2 separate regions of the Sus scrofa genome follow, and region 1 is linked to region 2. A link is a contact called in public Hi-C data. All regions are on one chromosome and are shown on one strand. Each heading gives the region's core, a stretch centred on a gene start, on an enhancer-like site or on the middle of the called end of the contact. The rest is flanking DNA. Distances are from core to core; before and after follow the strand shown. Region 1 holds the start of YPEL1 (protein yippee-like 1). Region 2 holds the start of ZNF70 (zinc finger protein 70).

The links. A called contact is a pair of places that touch in the nucleus more often than the background predicts.
Region 1: a contact with region 2 is called in a Hi-C map of embryonic fibroblasts, with 3 times the contacts expected there. The contact joins the promoter of YPEL1 here to the promoter of ZNF70 in region 2. A contact is called at or near these places in 1 of 5 promoter capture datasets (fetal skeletal muscle) and 2 of 47 Hi-C or Micro-C datasets (both in embryonic fibroblasts).

What each region holds. Positions count from the first base shown.
Region 1 is chr14:50,187,617-50,191,912 of Sscrofa11.1, reverse strand. It overlaps YPEL1 (protein yippee-like 1), which reads right to left and starts at 1,272. Exons shown (of 5, transcript XM_003132989.4): 1 at 1,095-1,272.
Region 2 is chr14:49,926,822-49,931,403 of Sscrofa11.1, reverse strand. ZNF70 (zinc finger protein 70) reads right to left here and starts at 1,668. Exons shown (of 2, transcript XM_013983166.2): 1 at 81-1,668. VPREB3 (pre-B lymphocyte protein 3) reads right to left here. Exons shown (of 2, transcript XM_001929470.5): 1 at 2,999-4,582; 2 at 1,842-2,326. The coding sequence starts at 3,047. The coding sequence ends at 2,010.

The DNA of each region.
Region 1 (4,296 bases), core at 23-2,522, 260 kb before region 2:
GGTATAGGCTGGCGGCTACAGATCCGATTGGACCCCTAGCCTGGGAACCTCCATATGCCAGGGGTGTGGCCCTAAAAAAAGACTAAAATAAATTTAAATATCTGATTCACTTTACTGTACACCTGAAACTAATATAGCAATACAGTAAGTCAACTATACTCCAATAAATAAAAAATCAGAGACTATTAATCAGATTGGTAATTAAGATCATTTGCCCAATCAGGCCAGGCCCTGTGCTACAGCTGCGGTAAGACATGGATTCCCCAGGTCCTGGATGAGGGGTTCCCACCGTGGAATAACTCTAGCTCCGTGGGATGCAAGGGGAGGGCGGTGGGTAGGGGGTGCCCAAAGGCTCAGAATTAGCACCCCTCAGACCAAAGCCCACGGCCAGGGCTTGGGGAAGCAGGGAAGGATTACAAAACTCCACACGGGGATGGAGCAGACTCCTGCCACATCTCCTAGAGCAGGGGGGAGGCTGGAGCGTGCGCAGGTGACACACCTGAAACTGATCCCCAGAGGAGGTAAGCTCAGGTAGTTTAGCAGAAAGAGGGACTGGAAGGTAGAAAGAGTACCATTCCTGGTAAAGGAAACAACAGGTTGAGGGGTGTGTTTCGCGGCGAGAAAGGAAGAAAAAATGCAACCGAACAGAAAAAGCTCGGGGGCGGGGACACTGATTCCTCTGAGGCATCGTCCCATCTTCCCTCCCTAGAGCTCCAGCGCCCGCAGGAGGCAGGCCCGGGGGAGGGACCACGGTTTTGGGGAGCTTAGGCTGTGCAAGCTTCGCACCCACAGAGCCCTGGTGGTGCCACAAGTGGTGGACGAAGGCGAGCGTTTCACTTCGGCCTCGACCTTCACGTGGGGAACTCGAAACGCCCCCTTTGCCATGAACTCGCCGGGAGGCCTCTTTTGTCCTCATTTCCCTCCCCAGTCGAGACCTTTTTCTAGAGGGAAAAGCCTATTACCATCGGGCGCGGAGCTCCTTCCATCCCTTCTCCGGGTCAGGGGGAGAGAGAACGGGGGAGACGCTCCCGGTCCCGCCGCCCTCCAACCAGCCCAACGACGCCCGGTGAGCACCCCCGGCCCGCCCTACTCACGGCCGCCCGCCGGTCCGCGCCCCGGCCCGCAGCGCCCATCGGCACGGCCTCGCTCAGCGCGGGCGCGGCTCTCCGGAGGGCCCGGCGCGGCCCGGGACGCGCTGCGGCGGTTGGCGCCTGGGCCGCGCGCGAGACATCCCCGCCGCCGCCGCCCGCGGGCCGCCTGCCCTTTGTTTTGGAGCTGCGGCCCCGCCGCGCCGCCGTTAACGGCCTCGGAGCGCGGCACCGGCCAATCAGCGCCCGGCCCCGCCGCAGCCCAGCCCCGGCCCCGCCCCGGCGCGCCTCCTCCTGTAGCTCGGCCCGCTAGCCCTCTGCAGGGCGGGGCGGGGCGCACGTGCGCCGGGGCGCGCCGCGCTCCCATTGGCCTGCCGGCGGAGCGCGTCCTCGGACCCAGCCTGTGAGGGTCGAGGGGCGCGGGGTGGGGCCTGGTGGGGCGGGCTCAATGAGGAGCTCAGCGCGCCGGCGCGGATTGCCTTGGGTTGGGCGATCCGCCTGCACGGGTCTCGGGCGGTGGGGACTTCGCACCCCGGAAAGGCCCCGGTCACCCGCTTTTCCCGACATTCGTGCGTTGGCCGAGAGGACTGGGAACCTGGGGCGCGAGTGGGGCTTCCTGGCCGGACCCCTTGGCCACCCCATCCCGGAGCGAGTCCTCCGCGTCGCCTGCCCAGACCCCCTCTAGTTCGCTCGGAGCCGCTGGACTTGAGCGCCTCGGATTGCGCACCTGGCCTGACGGGAAGCCCTTGGCCCGGCAGCTCCGTCTGCCCCTTAACCGCACTCCGTCCCCCAGGCCTCCCTGGCGGTCTTCGTGTGGGTCCCAAAGCCTTTCTCCCTAGATTGGTGTTTAAATCACGTCGTCAGCACCACCATCGCGCACCGTCGAGGTCACAGTGTAGATACCATTTTTTACATGGTAGCACCCTTGAAGCTTCTTTCCTTTTTAGGATACAATGTATCTGCACGGCTCTCGGTGGCTTGGGTGAGCTCTGATTCACTGTTAGAGAGCGGCTATGTTTCCACAAGCCCGCCGCACAGGGTCTTGAAGCTGGTTCCTCAAAGGAGTGTCAGCATCTCTTCATTAACTATTAAGCCTTTCAGGTCTCCTTCAATTTCCAACTGAGTTTCTTTTTTCTTCTGAATTTCAGAATTCCTTAGATTGTTTTAAATATTAACTTTTAGTTGATTTTTTTTTTTTTTTTTTTTTTTTTTGCCTTTTCTAGGACCGCTTCCCGCGGCATATGGAGGATCCCAGGCTAGGGGTCCAATTGGAGCTGTAGCTGCCGGCCACAGCCACAGCCACAGCAACGCGGGATCCGAGCTGCGTCTGCGACCTACACCAGAGCTCACCGCAACGCCGGATCCTTCACCCACTGAGCAAGGCCAGGAATCGAATCCGCAACCTCATGGTTCCTAGTTGGATTCGTTAACCACTGTGCCACGACAAGAACTCTTTTTTCTTTTCTTTCTTTTTTTTTTTTAAGGGCAGCACCCACGGCATATGAAGGTTCCCAGGCAAGGGGTCTAATCAGAGCTACAGCTGCCGGCCTACACCACCACAGCAATGCCAGATCATTAACCCACTGAGCGAGGCCAGGGATGGAACCCACAACCTCATGGTTCCTAGTCGGATTCCTTTCCGCTGCACCACGACAGGAACTCCTTAACATTTAGTTGGTTTTCCATTGCAAATATATTTTCTCAGCCACTCCTTTCTTGAAAAAAGAAATCCTCGTTTTGATGTGAGCCATAGTTTATATAATTTTGTATCCTGCTTTTTTCTGTTTTTGCAGATATTTTTTTTCCCAAGATGTGCAGAAGTTCCCTGGCCAGGGATTGAAATGGCACCACTGCAGTGATCAGAGCCACAGCAGTGACAGTGCCAGATCTTTAACCTACTGAGCCATCAGGGAACTCCCAATTTGCCGTTATTCTTTGCATTATGGTTCCTACCTTCCTTCTTGGAGACACAGTTCTCCCTTAGAATCAAAGTGACTGAGGTATATACCCGAATCTTGGAGGACTCCGCCAGTGCCCTGGCCTGTCAGCTCATTGGCCCTTTTTTGCAAGGATCTTGTCCTCTGTGTGACTCTGATGCACACTGACCTCTCTGACCACTGACCAGTGCCTTCCAAATATTTTTTCCTTTATTTTTCTTCTTTTTAGGGCCACACCTGCAGCATATGGAAGTTCCCAGGCTAGGGATCGAATTGGAGCTGCAGCTGCCAACCTATAGCACAGCCACAGCAAAGTAGGATCAGAGTCATGTCTGGGACGTACACCACAGCTCACGACAACACCGGAACCTTAACACACTGAGCAAGGCCAGAGATCAACCCACATCCTCATGGATACTAGTCAGGTTCTTAACCTGCTGAGCCACAACAGGAACTCCCCTTTCAAATATTTTTAACTATGACTACAGTTAAAACAAAACATTGGATGTTCCTGTTGTGGCACAGTGGTTACGAATCCAACTAGAAACCATGAGGTTGCAGGTTTGATCCCTGGCTTTACTCAGTGGGTTAAGGATCCAGTGTTGCCATGACCTGTGGTGTAGGTTGCAGATGCGGCTTGGATCCCACATTGCAGTGGCTCTGGCGTAGGCCAGCGGCTACAGCTCCGATTTGACCCCTAGCCTGGGAACCTCCATATGCCGTGGGAGAGGCCCTAGAAAAGACCAAAAAAAAAAAAAAAAAAAAAAAAAAAGCATTTTACTGGAGTTCCTGCTGTGTGTTAAAAGGATCTGGCATTGCCAAAGCTGTGGTACAGGTCGCAGTTGCAGCTCAGATTCAATCTCTGGTCCGGGAACTACAATATGCCACAGGTGCAGCCATAGAAAAAAATACATTTTATGGGTATGAAGTTTCTGTTTAGGATGAGGAAGAATTTGGGGAATGGATAGTGGGGTCCCATGGTTGTGTGACCTGGATCATCCTCAGCTCTCCTGACTTCCTGCTTCCATCCTTGTGAGCCTTTAACCAGCTAGATGTCCAGAGGGACCAGTCCCAGGGCATCACCCTCGCTTCTGACACCAACTGCAGGCTTGGGGTCTCGAGGATGACCTCAGGTCTGACCATCTCCTAGAAGGACTCATAGAAAGTGGTTACACTTGCTGTTTAAGTTACAACAGAGAAAGGGTATGGGATTAAATTCAGCCCCTGGAACAAGCTCATGAGCATGGAGGCCCGGCTGTCCTCTCCCTGTG
Region 2 (4,582 bases), core at 419-2,918:
ACACTCGCGCCATCGGAGGGACAGGTGGTTACACTGGCTGCCGCAGAGCCACTCACCTGGGCCCGGGCGGGTACGCTCACCTGGCCGGGGCGGGGCCGCTCACCTGGCGGGGGCGGGGCCGCGGGCGGGCGGGGCGGGGCCGCACCCGAGCAGCTCCTGCCCGCGGCCGTGGCCTCGCTCGGCTGCGGCTGCTGACTCTAAACCCGCGGCGGCCCGAGCGCCCGAGCCCCGCCCCTGCCCGCGGCACTTCCGGGACCGCTCTAGGCATCGCGGAGGCCCGCGTCTCGCTGGTCCCACCGCGTAGCGCGCCGGGACGGTTCGCCGCAGCGCGGGGGCTCCGGGCGGCTTCCCGGCACCTCCAGGCTGGGCAGCCCTTGGCGGGAACGCAGGGGAGGAAATAGGCCGGGAGGGGCAGCCGGCTCCCAGGCACCTGCCCTGGCGGTGGGGCCGGCCAGAGGCCTTGGGGCGCCTGGTGTCCCCGGAAGAAGGGCAGGCGTCCCAGGGCTGCGGAGCCCGTCACCTCGCACAGGGCCGGGGTCCTGCTGGGGTTCATCCTCCTTTCGTGGGGAGTCCTGTTCCTGCCAGCCCACCCCGTACCCACAGAGACAGATGAGAAGGACCCGGTGAGAGTCCAGGAGATGGCTGGGAGCCTAGGCGGGACCCTCTCTGGACCCCCGAGACCTTAACTCAGTGCATCTGAGGGATGATCTCCGTTCAGGCGGCGCCTCTTAGGAGAATGGGGAGGGAAGAGGGGTGTGTTCTTCCGCCCCCACCCACTCCCAGAGCTCAGTTCTGCTTCTGATGGCAAGACTTGCCCCTTTCACCCTCCCCGCCCACCAGTGCTCAGGTGCAGACTGCCCGCTGAGGGAGAGCCTCCCTAGGGGCCAGGGCCCTATCACAGGAAACCGCTAGAACACACGGTCCCAGTGGAGGGCCCCTGCCATCTGCCCACCGGCCTTCAGCACGTTCCATCCTGGCCCTCAGGTGCCTCTGAGTGCCCCCCACCCTCGACTCACACCGCCTCCCAGCCCCACCCAGGCATAGGTAGGGGCTACCTCGCCTAAGCTGGGAGCCTGGGCTCAATGGGGACTGTAGACTGGAAACTGGCATTTGCCGTTTACTTCTACAGACTGAATCATGAGCCACTGCAGCTGCGGACCCTCAACACCCCTCTGAGAGAAGCCCAGGGTGATCAGGAGGGAGGCACTACGTGCTCTGAGAAAACTAGTAGAACAAACCTTCAGATAGTTAGATATTTTCAGACTTTATGAGCCCAGTTTTTGCATCTCCTCGTATCTAGAAAAGCACTAAAATTCTTCGTGGTGACATCTGCTCCTCGTGACTAGCAATAATAACCTTCAGGAGACCAGCAGCGACCTTCTGTAAAACGCGTGCTTGATTGCATGTACCTCCCCCTTCACCAAAATCACACATATACTGACCTTCCCCCTCGCCTCTTTGGAGCAGTTTCTCAGAGCTATCTGAAATGCTGCCTGTCTGACTATAGTCCTCATTTAGCCCCAAATAAAACTGAACTCTCAACTTTTAGGTTGTGCATGTTTTTTAAATCGACAGGACCCAGTCCAGTCACCCTGTGAGCGTTGGACCACAAGCAGCCATGCAGAGCCAGGACCTGCAAGGGCTGGTTCCTTTTTCTCTCACTCCAGCTCTTCCAGTCACAGAAAGGCAAGAGCCACCAGCCTGAGCCCCCTGGGGCCTGTGGGGATGCTGGGCACCACCCCAGGGGTCTTAGATGCTTCCTCTTCTGCAACAACCCCCAGAATCCCTACCCCATACTCCCAGACCAACCACAGTCACTTTTTCAGCAAGGATCTCATGAATAGTTTTTTGTTTTTGTTTTTGTTTTTTTTTGAATAGTTATTTTTGACATGTTGAATATTGTTATCCCATTTTACAGAAGAGGAAAATCAAGGCTCAGGGAAAGATAGGGTCCCAGGGTCAGGAAAGAAGCAGAAGGCAGATGGGAGGCACTCATCCCACATCCCCCCCTATGATTTGATGCCTACGAAGCAGTAATAATCGGCGTCATCCTCAGGCTGCACAGGGCTGATGGTCAGGATGCAGGAGTTATGGGCGGCATCCGCGGCTGCTGAGAAGCGATCAGGGATGTCAGGGGGCCGGTGGTGGTCCTCCTCTGAGCGGTAGTAGAGGAGCAAGCGGGGGGCACTCCCTGCCCGCTGCTGATACCAAGACACGCCGTAGTCCCCAACGGTGGCATGACGGGGGCTGAGCATGCACAAGAGTTGGGCCACTTGGCCTGGGAAGACCAGCAGTGAGTTCCGCTGGGCCAGGGCCGGCTGGGAGACTAAGAAAGACAGACACACTCAGACCCGGCCTGGGCCCTTCCCTCCTGCCCCTGCCCCACAAAGCCCTGGTCAGACTCCAGGAGAATCTGATTCCAAAACTCACGGCCCGGTGCCATGGGATCAACACTGGGTGGGGCACAGAATTGGCAACCCCTAGGCCCCCATTAGTGCCATGTTCCCAAGGATCCATGTTCAGTTTAGGATTCAGATCTCAGAGGGTGGGACTGGTGGCCTCTGGGTCCTTCTGCTGCCCAGCCTCATCCCTTGTTCTGCAGTCCCCTATAGCTTTGATCACACTGGCTCTTCCAAACCCCGGCTACAGACTGACCACCCCCAAGAAGCCTCTTGTCCGTGTGGGGTAGGGAACAGCTCACACTAGATTTCCTTCTGAAAAACTCAAAAGGTGACTGGTCTCTGAGACCCCAGAGTCTGGGGACCCTAGCCATCTGATCATTCACCAGTGGGGAAACTGAGGCCCACCCAAAGTGACCCACCACAGTTCTAGGACAGAGCCATCTGTAGTCAGTTCCCTCCCCCCGTTCCCCCTGCCCCTTCCAGAACCCTACTCACTGCCCACATGGATTTGCTTCCTAGCAGAGGGCTTCTAAAGCCAATGTGCCATCTCCCACTCCCCCCACCCCCCAGGTGAGTTAGGACCAGGAGGGGCTTACCTTCCAGGAGGACCCCAATCAGAAGGAGGGCCAGGTGCCAGCAGGCCATAGCTGGAGGCTGGGAGGCAGGTAGGAGTCCTTGAGTTGGGAGGCTCCAGGTGCTTCAGGGCACACAGGGGAGGCCACTGGACCTCAACAGGGCATGCAAATCAGCCCACTGACAGGCTAGGAGGGGCGGTGCTGGGGACCAGCGGCCAGACCCTATCTTCCCAAATGTCAGAGCCCTGGCCCCACAGGGTCTTCTGAGAACAGAAGCCTGGAAATCCACATGTGCAGTTATAGCAGGTGGCTGCTTTTCATTGAGATGTAGCTTACACAGTAAAGGGCACACATCTTAAAACGTATGGCTTGATGATTATATGTAATGTATACATATCCCTGCAGCTTCTACCTAGACCGAGATTTAGAACATTTCCTAGCATTCACATTGTGGCTCAGTGGTAACAAACCTGACTGGTATCCATGAGGATGGGGGTTCGATCCAGGGTTCTGCTCAGTGGGTTAAGGATCTGGCTTTGCCGTGAGCTATGGTGTAGGTTGCAGATGCAGCTCAGATCTGGCATTGCTGTGCGGGGGCAACTGTAGCTCCAATTTGACCCCTGACCTGGGAACTTCCATACACCACGGGTGTGGCCCTAAAAAGCAAAAAAAAAAAAAAAAAAAAAAAAGGCAGAGGGTACTGCATTTCATCCTGGCACTAGCCTGTGAGCAGAGCTTCTCGCCTCCCTCTTTGCCTGTGCAAGCAGCTGAGGCCAGCTGCACAGGAATCCTGGAGGCACAGCCACAACCACACCAGGCCAATAGAAGCTGGTGCAGCATGCTGGAGAACACCGGCAGTTTCTTACAAAGTTAAACAAACTCTCGTCTTACGACCTACAATCCCTCTCTCGGGGTTTACCAGAGAGAAATGGAAATGTCTCTTCACCCAGAGACCTGCAGGCGAGGGTCTGGTCTGGCTTGATTCATAATCACCCCAAACAGGGAACAATCCTGAATAACCAGTGACTGGGTCCACAGACCATGACACCTCCAGGCAGTGGGACCCTCCTGAGCAATGAGGAAGGAATCATTGACACCACCACCAACCCCGGGTGAATCTCACACATGGAGCTGAGCGAAGGTAGCTGGACCCAAAAGGCTCCACTGTCAGCGTGCGTCCCTCTTTGTGACAGTCTGGAAGAAGCAGGGGGGTGGCAGGGAACACTGTGGCGCTTGCCAGGGGGCTAGTGGTGAATTCTGGGGAGAAATGTTCTGTATCCTGGCTGTGGTGATGGCTCCATGAGATTTGTCACAACTCTGAAAACACTAAAAGGGAGTTCCCGTTGTGGCTCAGTGGATTAAGAATTTGACTAGTATTCATGAGGATGCAGGTTTGATCCCTGGCCTCGCTCATTGGGTTAAGGGTCCAGCATTGCCTTGAGCTGCAGCATAGGTCACAGATGCGGCTCCAATCCAGTGTTGCTGTGGCTGTACCATAGACCAGCAGCTGCAGCTCCAATTCAACCCCTGGCCTGGTAACTTCCATATGCTGCAGTGTGGACCTAAAAAGAAAATAAATAAAAAACAAATTAAGTAAAAACACTA